Linked DNA regions of Zea mays: region 1 is linked to region 2. The links are chromatin contacts, called in public Hi-C maps. All regions are on one chromosome and are shown on one strand. The core of a region is the stretch at or near the end of the contact, and the rest is flanking DNA. Distances in the headings are between cores, read along the strand shown.

Region 1 (5,783 bases), core at 3,062-5,561, 210 kb before region 2:
GCCTGGTTTGGTTGTTGTTGAAAATTAGCCAGCTCCATCCCTGGTCGTGAGGCTACAAGAGCCAAATAATTGTTGCCTGGAGCAGAGAACATCTTGAAGTTTGCAATATAAGATCAAGTTCCTGAGGCAAAGAAATTTATAAGATAGCTGCAAGAAATGCACATCACACACACAGACCACAATAGAGATGTACACACACATAAAAAAACAGAACAAAAACATTGACACCAACCTTTAAGTCACATTTTATATATATATATATATATATATATATATATATATATATATATATATATATATATATATATATATATATATATATATATATATATATATATATATATAGGATCACAGTTAATTATCTCTACAAGTCAGTGTTATGACAAAGAATGAAAGTGAAGTCCCCAGCTCAGTATATCGAAAAAAAATGAATACACCAAATGCCGATAAAACAGCATTACGACACTATAGCAACAATCAAGCCAAAATGTTAGGTCACATTTGAGGAAAAATAACTAACAATAGCGGAAGCCAGTTCAAAGTCAGCATAAATAATCATGTTCTGGGTTACATGCAATCAATATTATCCGAAACGCTAAATAGTAGACAGTCGGTCACCTTTTGTTTAGCGTTTAGGCAGTTTACACGGTGTTTAAATGGAATTAAACAGTTTAAACTGTTTTATATTAGTTGTCCAAAATATATATACTTATATATGTGCATGTAAAAATTGAAGTAACATATACCTACCTTGGGCATGTAAATAAACAAGTATTCTAATGTATAGCACATTAGCAAGTCCTCAGATTGAGAACACATGCACATCCACATGACAACCAAAACATGGTTAATGATAAATAAATGAGCCAAGTGATAGACAATAGCATGATCATTGACGATTGAGTAGTTGACACACACTCACAGATTGACAAATGGCAGCTACTTAGCATGTCTTCAGATCAGTACAATAGTACATAACATCATGAGTGCATAAATTCAGACTACGTCATGTCTGAATAACATTGGTCATCACAGCACAATACCATAAAACATTGACAAATTAGTCCATAAGAAAAAGCACCAATTGTTGTCAAGGTGTCAACTGTCAAGTTCTCACTTCAGTTCTCACAACGCTCAGTCACACTCACACCTCAGGTAATACAGAGATCCTAGACAACTTAAATCACAAGTCAAATGCAAAAGATTAGCAGACACTAGCTGCTAGCCATGCAAAAGAAAAAAAATAGCCTGGTATATAACTGTGAATGTGAATTCTTACTTTTTGCGAAGTCTAATCTGCACAATTAGAAATCAAACATTGAGTTCTCAGCAATCTACAATACCGAATCAATCAGAGAGCAGCCCAAATTGCAGAGAGCAGCAACCAGCCAATCAAGCAGTAGTGCAGTGGGCAGCCATTTACATGTCTACACTGTAATTATATCAGATCCGAGTACAGGGTTTGGGTGCAGGGTTTCGCACAGCAGGGAAGGGAAGACAAAGGGTGCGCGTACCTGGTAGCGTTCGTCGCCGGCGAAGGAACCGAAGAAGACCTGGGGCACCTGGCGTAGGACGGTAGCGAGTAGCGAATGTCGCTCGTCGTGGCCACAAGAGAAGGAGAGACTGAGAGAGCGCGCGCGGTGAGCTGGGGAACGGGGTCGGGTTGACGGCGGCCAGCCGGCAGGGCAATGGAACGAGAAAACAAAGGGCTGCAGCGGCAATCTAGCAGGCTTCGGAGGCTCGGACCACCTCCCGTGGAGTTGAGGTTTCGGCCCAACTGGCCCAACATTGTTTCTTTTTTATTTTCTTTACTGTTTGTTTCCTCGTATATGTGTCTTTTCTTTGTATTTTTACTTTTTTCACAGTTGCTTTTGTATCTATAGATTTATTATTTTATTTCTACTTACTTCTAAGTCTATAATATTGTTTTTTGAATCTGGAATACTAACCTCATGAACATAGCATCTTGTCTCCTAATTATGGTCTTGTTTGGCACAATTGCTAATCGTTGAAAAGGCAGTTTATTTGAGAAGTTGATGAAAGAGAGAAAGGGCGCTGGGAGGAGACAACGGTGGAATGAGCTTGCCGTCCCTTTCTGCGGAAACCATCAGAGCATTAACAGCATGTGCAGAACGTCTACTGTCTCTGCTATCCCGCGCCAAAAGGGACACGCTTTCCATCAATAGCAAGTGCAGAACGTCTACTGTCTCTGCTATCCATCGCCAAAAGGGACACGCTTTCCATCAATACGCCAGCAGAACATCGTAGGGTCCGGCGTCTGGATTTTAGGGGCGTAGTGTTTGTGGTTTCGCTTATAATCCACTTCAAAAATAAGCGACAATCCGCCCAAACGTCTATATTTTTTTTTCGTTTCTCACAGAAGCAACAGTCTACAGTTCGGCTCAGATATACTAAAACATTAAACCACCAAATCGCGCTTACCATCGCCGAGAGAGCTGTAGACAACAACAAAAATAGCTTAATGGAACAACAAAATGGAACTTTCTTTCCAAGACTGGCTGCTTCATCAAGGATTCAAGGTCTACTCAGAATCCACATCCAGACATCCTGAAGCCTTGTCGTTCAACGATTTACTCCAGAAACACAACCGGAAAAAAAATGTCATTAACAATACTATTCCAAAGACCAAGATCCTCGCTATCCCTTGCTCTCAAAAGTATCGCACTACTCCCATGCTAGTCGCGCCCTGAGCCTGCACAGAACACAGGAGAAGTTACTAGCACGCTCATTGTACTCAGAGCAGGAAATTATTACTTAGCTACTCGAATTGTGCATTGCTTCTATTTTCAAGTGACCTGAAATGGAAACGCTTGATACATTCTATTGTAATGCCATCGGTAACAGAGCATATATGTTCCTTTTTTTACTCACTAGTAGGTACCAAGACTGATCATGTCTACAAAGCCATCAATCATGGTAAGATATAGTCAGGGAATCACAGCGTCTCAAATTCCAATCATATTTTCCCAATAAATTCAAAATTCTAGCAGCATGGCAAGAGTGGGACATGTGCCTCCGTAATAGAAATACTGAAATAGTTAGGAAGGCAACTTTTCCACCAAATGGCGATGTTTCCACTTAATGATGAATCCTCAAAACAGAAGCAGGCAAAAATCAATCCATGACATAAGCATCGATCCAAAATTGGTCAGCAGTAGTTTCTGTTTAAAAGATCCTCATTGGCTCCCCTAGATTTAGAGGGAATCCACCATACATCACATAGCTCGAAACACAATGTTTGGAGTATGAAAAGTTGCAGAAGTGGCGTTCATATAACAAAAATAAACCAAGGGCTGGTACAATTATGTTTGGCTTCGTAATAGTTGAGTTGGACAGACAATTCGAGGTGTTCTAGCATAATAGTTTCCACATGTAAGGTTCTGGTTACGTGTATTTAGCGAGGAATGATAGAATACAACTCTCCTCAGCAATTCAGACAAACAAAAACTTGGGAACTTGTACTGGATCGAAATAAATAACTGCGATGAGTTACAGACTGATACTAGAGGCTGACATCCAAAACTGAGTTCACAAGTCAACAACCAGTTGGAACCAATGACTTATATAATATGCTACTGCTACTGTAATTGTGAACAGATAAAACTGCACTAATCGACTGCTAGAATTTCTCTTCTGATAAGTATATCTGACTCTGACCAAAGATCATGCACGAGGTAAAATCCAGTTATCCAGTTTCCACATAATCGAATGATAGGCCACGAAGTCGAGATTCAAAATCATAGTGAACAAGCACACTCAGATCGGCCGAGATCTTACCAGCGCCACAGTCTCCGCACCAGCACCCAAATTCACACCTCAAAAGCGTGCAGAGACTCACACAAACAAGAGCGCGCACCGCAGATCAACAAACCACAACATCGAAACAAGCGGATCTAACGGGCAGCGGTGGGTCAGGGAATAAAAGACACGGACCTAGCCGGAACCGACGATAATGTTGTTGATGGGAATGAAGATGAGCTTGACGAAGAAGCCGACGAAGCCCATGACGACGAACCCTATCGCCGTCCGCGCTGCCACCTTGGTGAACTCTGCAAGCGCAGATCACAGAGAAAAACCGTCAGATCTGAATATGAAGAACCAAAAACAACTCAGATTCGAGCCGGGCACGGCGGATGTAGGGGTCCTTGCACGTACCCTTGCGGTCAGGCTTGTGGCAGCGCTTGACGAGGCGGACGCTGTCCTTGGCGAAGTCGCGGAGGGGATCCACCACAGAATCGACCGCGTCCATGGCGACGTGCGAGAAGCGGTGGGCTGGATTCAGTTAAAAGCAAGCCGACGCGAGAATGCGGTTCTGCCTTCGTAGGAAGTTTGGTCGTCTTGCCGGGTGTAATAACATGAATGTCTGGAAATCCGAATTATATATATATATATATATATATATATATATTGGTATTTACTAAAGATATTTAAAATATTACTCTCTTTCTTCTAAAATATATTCGGCTTCAAACTAACGGACATGGGTACCCTCTTCTACAGTACGAAGACGCTGCACCCGTACGATACCTCCAGGTCACACGGAGAGCGGCACCCGACCCCACCACATGGGGCAGGTCTAAAGGCACCACGTGACGAGAAATGATAATACATCCCAGGAAGCACCGTTGGGTTCGGACCTCGAACACCGGACCCCTGTGAGTACGAGTCTGGAGCTCCCGAGGAGACATGTCGGGTCTCCTCGAGTGAGGTTCGGGCCTTAGCAAGGTCTCGGGACGGAGAGGACCCCGGCACAAGGGTCCGATACCGACACGTGTCTAGGCTTTGCCCTACGCTCCCCGCTCAGACGGAAACTCGCCACGGACGCGAGAATGCGGTTCTGTCTTCGTAGGAAGTTTGGTCGTCTTGTCGGGTGTAGTAATAGTAACATGAATGTCTTGAAATCCGAATTATATATTGGTATTTACTAAAGATATTTAAAATATTACTCACTTTCTCCTAAAATATATTTCGCTTTAAACTAATCATACATCTATTTAGTAACTCATGAATACAAATTGTATATATATCTATATTTATTATCAGTTAGACGAATGTGGACGGAAAAAGTGGATCAAAAACAATTGTATTTTGGGAGTGAGTAATATATATGTTTGTAAATCTAAATTATTCAAGCTAAAAAAATTATATTAATATATCTATTAATATTCGATTTCGATATAAATAGTAAATAGAGGAAGCTTAATATATATGTTTAGAAAACTAAATTATCCGAGCTAAAAGGTTAATATGAATATCCGTATTAATATTTTAATTTAATTTAAATAGCAAATAGAGGTAGCCGAATTAGATTTCTAGTATTTTTATTTATGTCTGCAAAACTATTTCAAACTTATTTTTACCACTATTTACTAATTACAAATGATTTTGATTTTAATAAAGGTAGACCGTTTGAAATATTAAAAATTCTATGACCTTGTTTAGTATAATTTATTTTCGCAGATTCTTCATATATTTAAATAGAAGTTGTGTCAAACATATAGAAAATGTTTTTCACGAACTTCTCAAATAAACTACATGTTCTAACTAAGGCGTTATTTGGGAAGCTTTAACTCGAGTAAATGTGGAGTTGGTGGAGCAGATTATTAGGTGCTTCAGAAAATCGTAGAGTCAGGTTATAATACTTTAGAAGGCATTTAGATAACTAATTTTATTTATTATTTAAATTAAAATTAGTTTTTAAAACTATTTAAATCACAGCAAAGAATTACGAGTGAGGCAATGTCGACACCGGCGGCAGGGCT
Region 2 (5,375 bases), core at 826-3,325:
CGTGTAGACAGGTGCCCGCCTGCCAACTACCTGCTGCTTTGCTCATCAGACTATCGGAGTTTGCGCTGTCACTGAAAGTGAGGACAGACAACGTGTCCGATTCAGTTTGTTCCTCTGCTAGTTTAAGCCGTGGACAGTTTTAGAGTCATCTTCAACAGACTAACTATTTTGTACTATAAATTACACTGTTTATAATGTGAAATTTAAAATAAAAAAATAAAATAGAGACTGTTGGAGATAGCCTAACAGTCGTTACGGTGCATTTCACTCTTCCGAATACGCAAATCATACCCCGCGTCGTAGGATCCACGCGCTCCCGCGCGGTTGGTCCTACGCACTGTTTATGCGGCGTGTCACTGGTGCGCAGTTTACTTGGTACCAACCTTTTCATGTTGAGTCCAGAGCTTGCCATGTCCTGATCAAGTACGAGTGTACGACCCCTTTAATTTGGTAACAAGCTTCAATACCCTACAGCTACAATGGCATCTATCTGACTGGTAAGATACCCTTCAATTAATCCCTAGTGGCTGCTGTACGTTTCAACGGAAACTCATAGGGTTATGGGTTGTATACTAGTAGAATAAAAAAAAGCTCTAAACATGCGGTGCGACATAATTTTTACAGGCGGGATTCGGGTATCAACCACATTACTTGAGAAAAACGCCACTACAAATCATATTTCTACAGGATGATTCGTAAAAAAAAAAACGCTCGTAGAAATCTACAATTTCTTGTGCCGGTTTTCTTAAGCAACGACCACTAGAAATCATATTTTATATACTTAAATTATTTGAGTTTTTGAATTCGATCCCGGATGATAAAACTAACAAAAATATAAGTTATTGTAGATCTCGAAAAGTTATGAAGCTTTGTGGTTGACAACTTTTGTTATTTGAAATCAATCTCGGGTATCAAAACAAAAAGAAAAGTTGTAGAACTTCGAAAGTTATTCAACATTGTAGTTGACAACTTTTTTTGTTTGAATTCATTTACGGTCTCGAATAGTCAATTTACGCTCGGTTGGTTATTAATATGTGTGCAACAAAACTGTAATCTAAGAACAAGGCACATCATAGATGCGCGTGGTAGATTAGACTTCACGTGAGGGTGAGGTTATGAGTTTGGTTCCTAGCTACCCTGCTGACGCGAATTTCGCGCGAAAAATTGTCGCGACTTTTACGATTTCGATGTCACCGACGGTTTATTAAAAAAATGCCAGAACAAATATATAGATTTATAACCGCTTGTAGAGTTTTCTCTGTACTTAGTGGCAGTAGCAATAATTAGCCACCGCCCACCGAGCATAGTTTCGATAGCATAATATAGCTACCATCAAGGGGAGAGACACTGTCGCTGGCCCTGAAAGCCAGATCGAGCTAGCTATTGCAGCTACTAGCTAGCATATGGTCGATTAGCTAAGGCTGTACTGGAAGTGCTTCGGTTCTTACTACTACTAGGTACTAGCTATGCCATTGTCCGTTGAGGGACACATCTATCAATATTCAAGCATCAACCACGCCAACAACAACAATATTGATATGGTGAATGTGCTGTGGCGGCACTTCTTGTATAATAGCTTGTTTTATTTACACTTGTAACAAATTAGTTCGCGGGACCTCCTGCCCGGCCCTGTCACGACACGACACGGCAATCCCCTGCCGTAAAACCATGTCAAAAGCTAGCCCGCCGCCCCCCAGTAGGCTAGGAGCCTAGGACAGTAGTAGTATTACGGACATGCATGTGCCACGCCTCATGAATTCCATTAACTCCTACTGTACTAGCCGTGTCTTCCCTGGGATCCCGTCTCATTCGCACTGCTGCTGCTACCCCTCGATCGGCCGTGTCCTTTGGATGATCCCGTCAACTGTGCACAGAACGCACAGCTCTGTTCGGTAGCATGACATGGCTGGCTGGCGCGGTACAAACACCAGCATGTCCCGCTACGTGTCGTGCAGCGATCCATGTCGAGCGCCCTATAAGACCCGGCAGACCGGCCGTGCCGAGGTGGATCTGGATCCGGACTCGACTCGAAGCCAAAACCAACTCGCTCTCTCTCGCTCTCGCACACGGTAGACGGTACGTCCCGCTCCCGCGCGCGGCCGGCCACGCGACTGGTCAGGCGCGAGGCGAGCGTTCACGCGCCCCGCGCCTGCTGGTTGCGGACGGAGGGGATATCCACGATCAGAGCGGGGCCAGCCAGCGCGGGCGCTGCGGTCGACGACGGTCTCTGTGCGCGCGCGATGGTGGCCGCGGCGAGGGTGGTGTCGGGGGTGAAGGCGGAGGGTCTGCTGCGGGGCGCGTGCGCGGCGCTGGCCGCGGCGGCCGCGCTGCTGGTGGGGCTCAGCACGCAGACGGAGACGGTGCTGCTCGTCCGGAAGAAGGCCACCGTCAAGGACGTCCAGGCGCTCTGGTAAGCTAGCTAGCTAGCAGCCGAGCCCAACCATTCTTCTGCACTGCAAAGCACGGGTGCGCTGATCGATCGATGGTTGTACGCGCGCGCTGCTGCTGCCGCAGGGTGCTGGCGATGGCGGCCGCGTCGGCGGCGGGCTACCACCTGCTGCAGCTGCTCAAGTGCCTCTACCTCGGCCGCCGCCGCAGCGGCAGGGCTCTGGCCTGGACGTGCCTCCTGCTCGACAAGGTAAGTGGCTCAAGCTCATCGTACGCCTCCCTCCGCAACCAGTTGTGCTTGCTGGTTCATTCTGGAATTAGGGATTTGCGCCTTCCATTCGACAGCTGCGTTACCTATATAGGCTGCCTGCCTGCCTGCCTGCCTATAAGCTGCACACGGCAGCCACTCTACTGCGCTACTCCAGTCGTACACTTGTGACTTGTCAGGCCCCATCCATACATGCTGCTGCGTGATTGGGATTTACTAGCTAGATAGACAATTCAACGAATAATAAATGGGAATTCCTAATAAATGTGCTCATCGGCGCACAGGGCAAGCAAGCGTGTGTATTGAGCACTAAAATAGGCAAGGCGGACGATCCAGCCGGTTCTCGTGCGCACGGGTTTTGAGTTTCTTGCTACGTTTGTTAGCTAAAATCGTGGGATTAATTCGGAAAACAATTTGTAGCTCTTCCTTTATATAGATAAAGGGTTACGACCGATTAAAACCTCACAATCAATTAAATCAAATCTATTTATCAGTTTTACCTTTTCGTTCTTCCAATTCTTAGGAATAGAAGTAATTTAGCCTTAGAATTAGATCTAGTTTAGTCTTTCACAACAATCTCTACTCGGCTCTACGCCAATTAGAGGAGTACCGAATGACCTGCCGACTCGGAGCAACCCTTTGGAACTCTTTCCCGGGATCTCTCCCGGGATGAGTTCTAAGGTTCTTCGCGGAGAAGAAGACCCTCCACGTTATTGTGGACCGTTTGGTCCTAGACGTGGACCGTCCGGAAGTGTGTAGAGAAGGAGCTGCTCCTGCTCTATGTCGCGGACCGTCAGGCTCTATGCCGCGGATAATCCACGCCTTTGTAGAGAGCCCTGCTAAGTAGGGATGAAAACGGTCGGAAACGGTCGGTAAACACTAAAACCATTACCGTTTTCATATTTTTTATCGGAAACAAAATCGAAAACGGTAACTCCGGAAACGAAAACGATATCGGTATTTCGGAAACATCGGAAAAGAAAGCTCGGTGCGGAAAATACACCGGTAACGGTCGAAATCTAAAATACGATCGGTAAACGTATCAAACTTCACAATAAAACAAAATTGACAAAAGATCACAAATATCACAAGTTCACAATTCATGATATAACAAGTTCACAATATAACAAGTTCACAAGGATCACAAATTTATAATATAAAAAGTTTACAAAGATCACAAGTTCACAATATAACAAGTTCATAAAGATCACAAGTTCACAGACTCAAAGTTCACAATTCACAATATCCACTCGATTTAGTTGACATGACATGCTTACTCATAAAATATTTTTTCCTCACATAAAAGGTTTTTTCATAGCCTCACAGGAAAACCCTAAAATCTAGTGTGTGAAAAAGACAGACTGTCGGCTCTCTATCATTATATATTACTAATACATAACATGTGCATAGAAAATGATGGATTCGTTCGAGAGACCAAATCGTTAATCTCAATTGCCTTCCAACATCATCTAACCCCAAAAAAATCTTAAAGCGTCCAAAAAATACAAAAATAAGTAATCCTTATTCAGAAATGTACAGGCGATGCGAAAAAATCACATACTGTAAAATTCCGAAAAAATTCCGAAAAAATTCTGAGACACAATTCCGGAAATTTCCGAGACACAAATCCGGTAATTTCCGACAAAAAACCGGTAACCGATGGAAACGGTCGGTAAAACACCACGCCGATTCCGATACCGATTCCGGTAGAAAATTCCGAAAACCGATTCCGTTTTCGAAAAATACCGTTACCGGTGAATCCGATCGAAAAATTTCGAAATTGGTTTCCGGAATTCCGAAAAATTCCGAAACCGTTTTCATCCCTACTGCTAAGCAGTTCGTTCCTGTGTTTGGCGGCCGAATCAGTGCTCAGCATGTTTGGGATTTAATAAGATAGCGTTTGATGCGTGTGTCGTCATTAAGCGCGTCAAGAATTCGGGATGATCGCCATCAATGGAGGCGGCGGCGGTTCCGATCCAAGCGGAGGCTGGACTCTTCACCATCCGTCCATCCATTAATTAATTAATTAACAAAACAGCGGCTTTTGCGTGCTATGCAGTTGTCATTTGGATTGGATATGGTGGAGCGAGTGCGACATCGCCTTGTGCGGAGTGAATACTAGTACTAGTGATCGCAGTTGGTTAGCCGTAGGAAACACCTCGAGCTATTATTACTACACACGGCGGCCGGAGAAGGACCCGCATGCAATGCAATGCAACTGGCCGCTCCGTGTCGGTGTCGCCAACAACCGCAGCAACAGCTGCCTTCATCACAGAGAGCGCTCGAACAGTACGGCGTCGGCTACTAACCACAAAGGAAGGACACAGCAAGTCAGCGGCAGGAACAGCCCACCATAAATAAACGCCGTACTCGTCGTCGTACGTACGTACCTACACAAGTTTCAACCTCTGTCTCTGTGGCCGCAGGCGTGCGCGTACGCGACGTTCGCGACGACGGTGGCGGCGGCGCAGGCGTGCGTGGTGGCGCTGGACGGCGCGCACGCGCTGCAGTGGACCAAGCTCTGCAACATCTACACCCGCTTCTGCGAGCAGGTCGCCGGCAGCCTCGCGCTCGGGATGCTGGCCGCCGTCGGCACCGCCGTCCTCTCCGCCGCCTCCGCGCGCAACGTCTTCCGCCTCTACTACTGCTCGTCGCACGCCTCGCCGCCGCCGCGGGAGACCTGCGCCGCGCACTAGACCTCTCGGCCCAGGGCGTCAGC

Evidence for each region. Hi-C and Micro-C count contacts between places; a contact is called where the count stands out from the background.
Region 1: a contact with region 2 is called in a Hi-C map of leaf mesophyll, with 4 times the contacts expected there. The contact joins the promoter of LOC100280916 here to the promoter of LOC100285613 in region 2. A contact is called at or near these places in 6 of 25 Hi-C or Micro-C datasets (bundle sheath, ear, endosperm and 3 more).

Annotation. Positions count from the first base shown.
Region 1 is chr6:105,330,583-105,336,365 of Zm-B73-REFERENCE-NAM-5.0, reverse strand. LOC100280916 (protein transport protein SEC61 gamma subunit) reads right to left here and starts at 4,311. Exons shown (of 3, transcript NM_001153836.1): 1 at 4,177-4,311; 2 at 3,955-4,070; 3 at 2,497-2,713. The coding sequence starts at 4,270. The coding sequence ends at 3,955. LOC100216905 (WD repeat-containing protein 57) reads right to left here and starts at 1,651. Exons shown (of 2, transcript NM_001143291.1): 1 at 1,515-1,651; 2 at 1-121. The coding sequence starts at 92.
Region 2 is chr6:105,122,682-105,128,056 of Zm-B73-REFERENCE-NAM-5.0, reverse strand. LOC100285613 (CASP-like protein 2C1) reads left to right here and starts at 2,075. Exons shown (of 3, transcript NM_001397137.1): 1 at 2,075-2,410; 2 at 2,515-2,638; 3 at 5,083-5,375. The coding sequence starts at 2,241. The coding sequence ends at 5,352.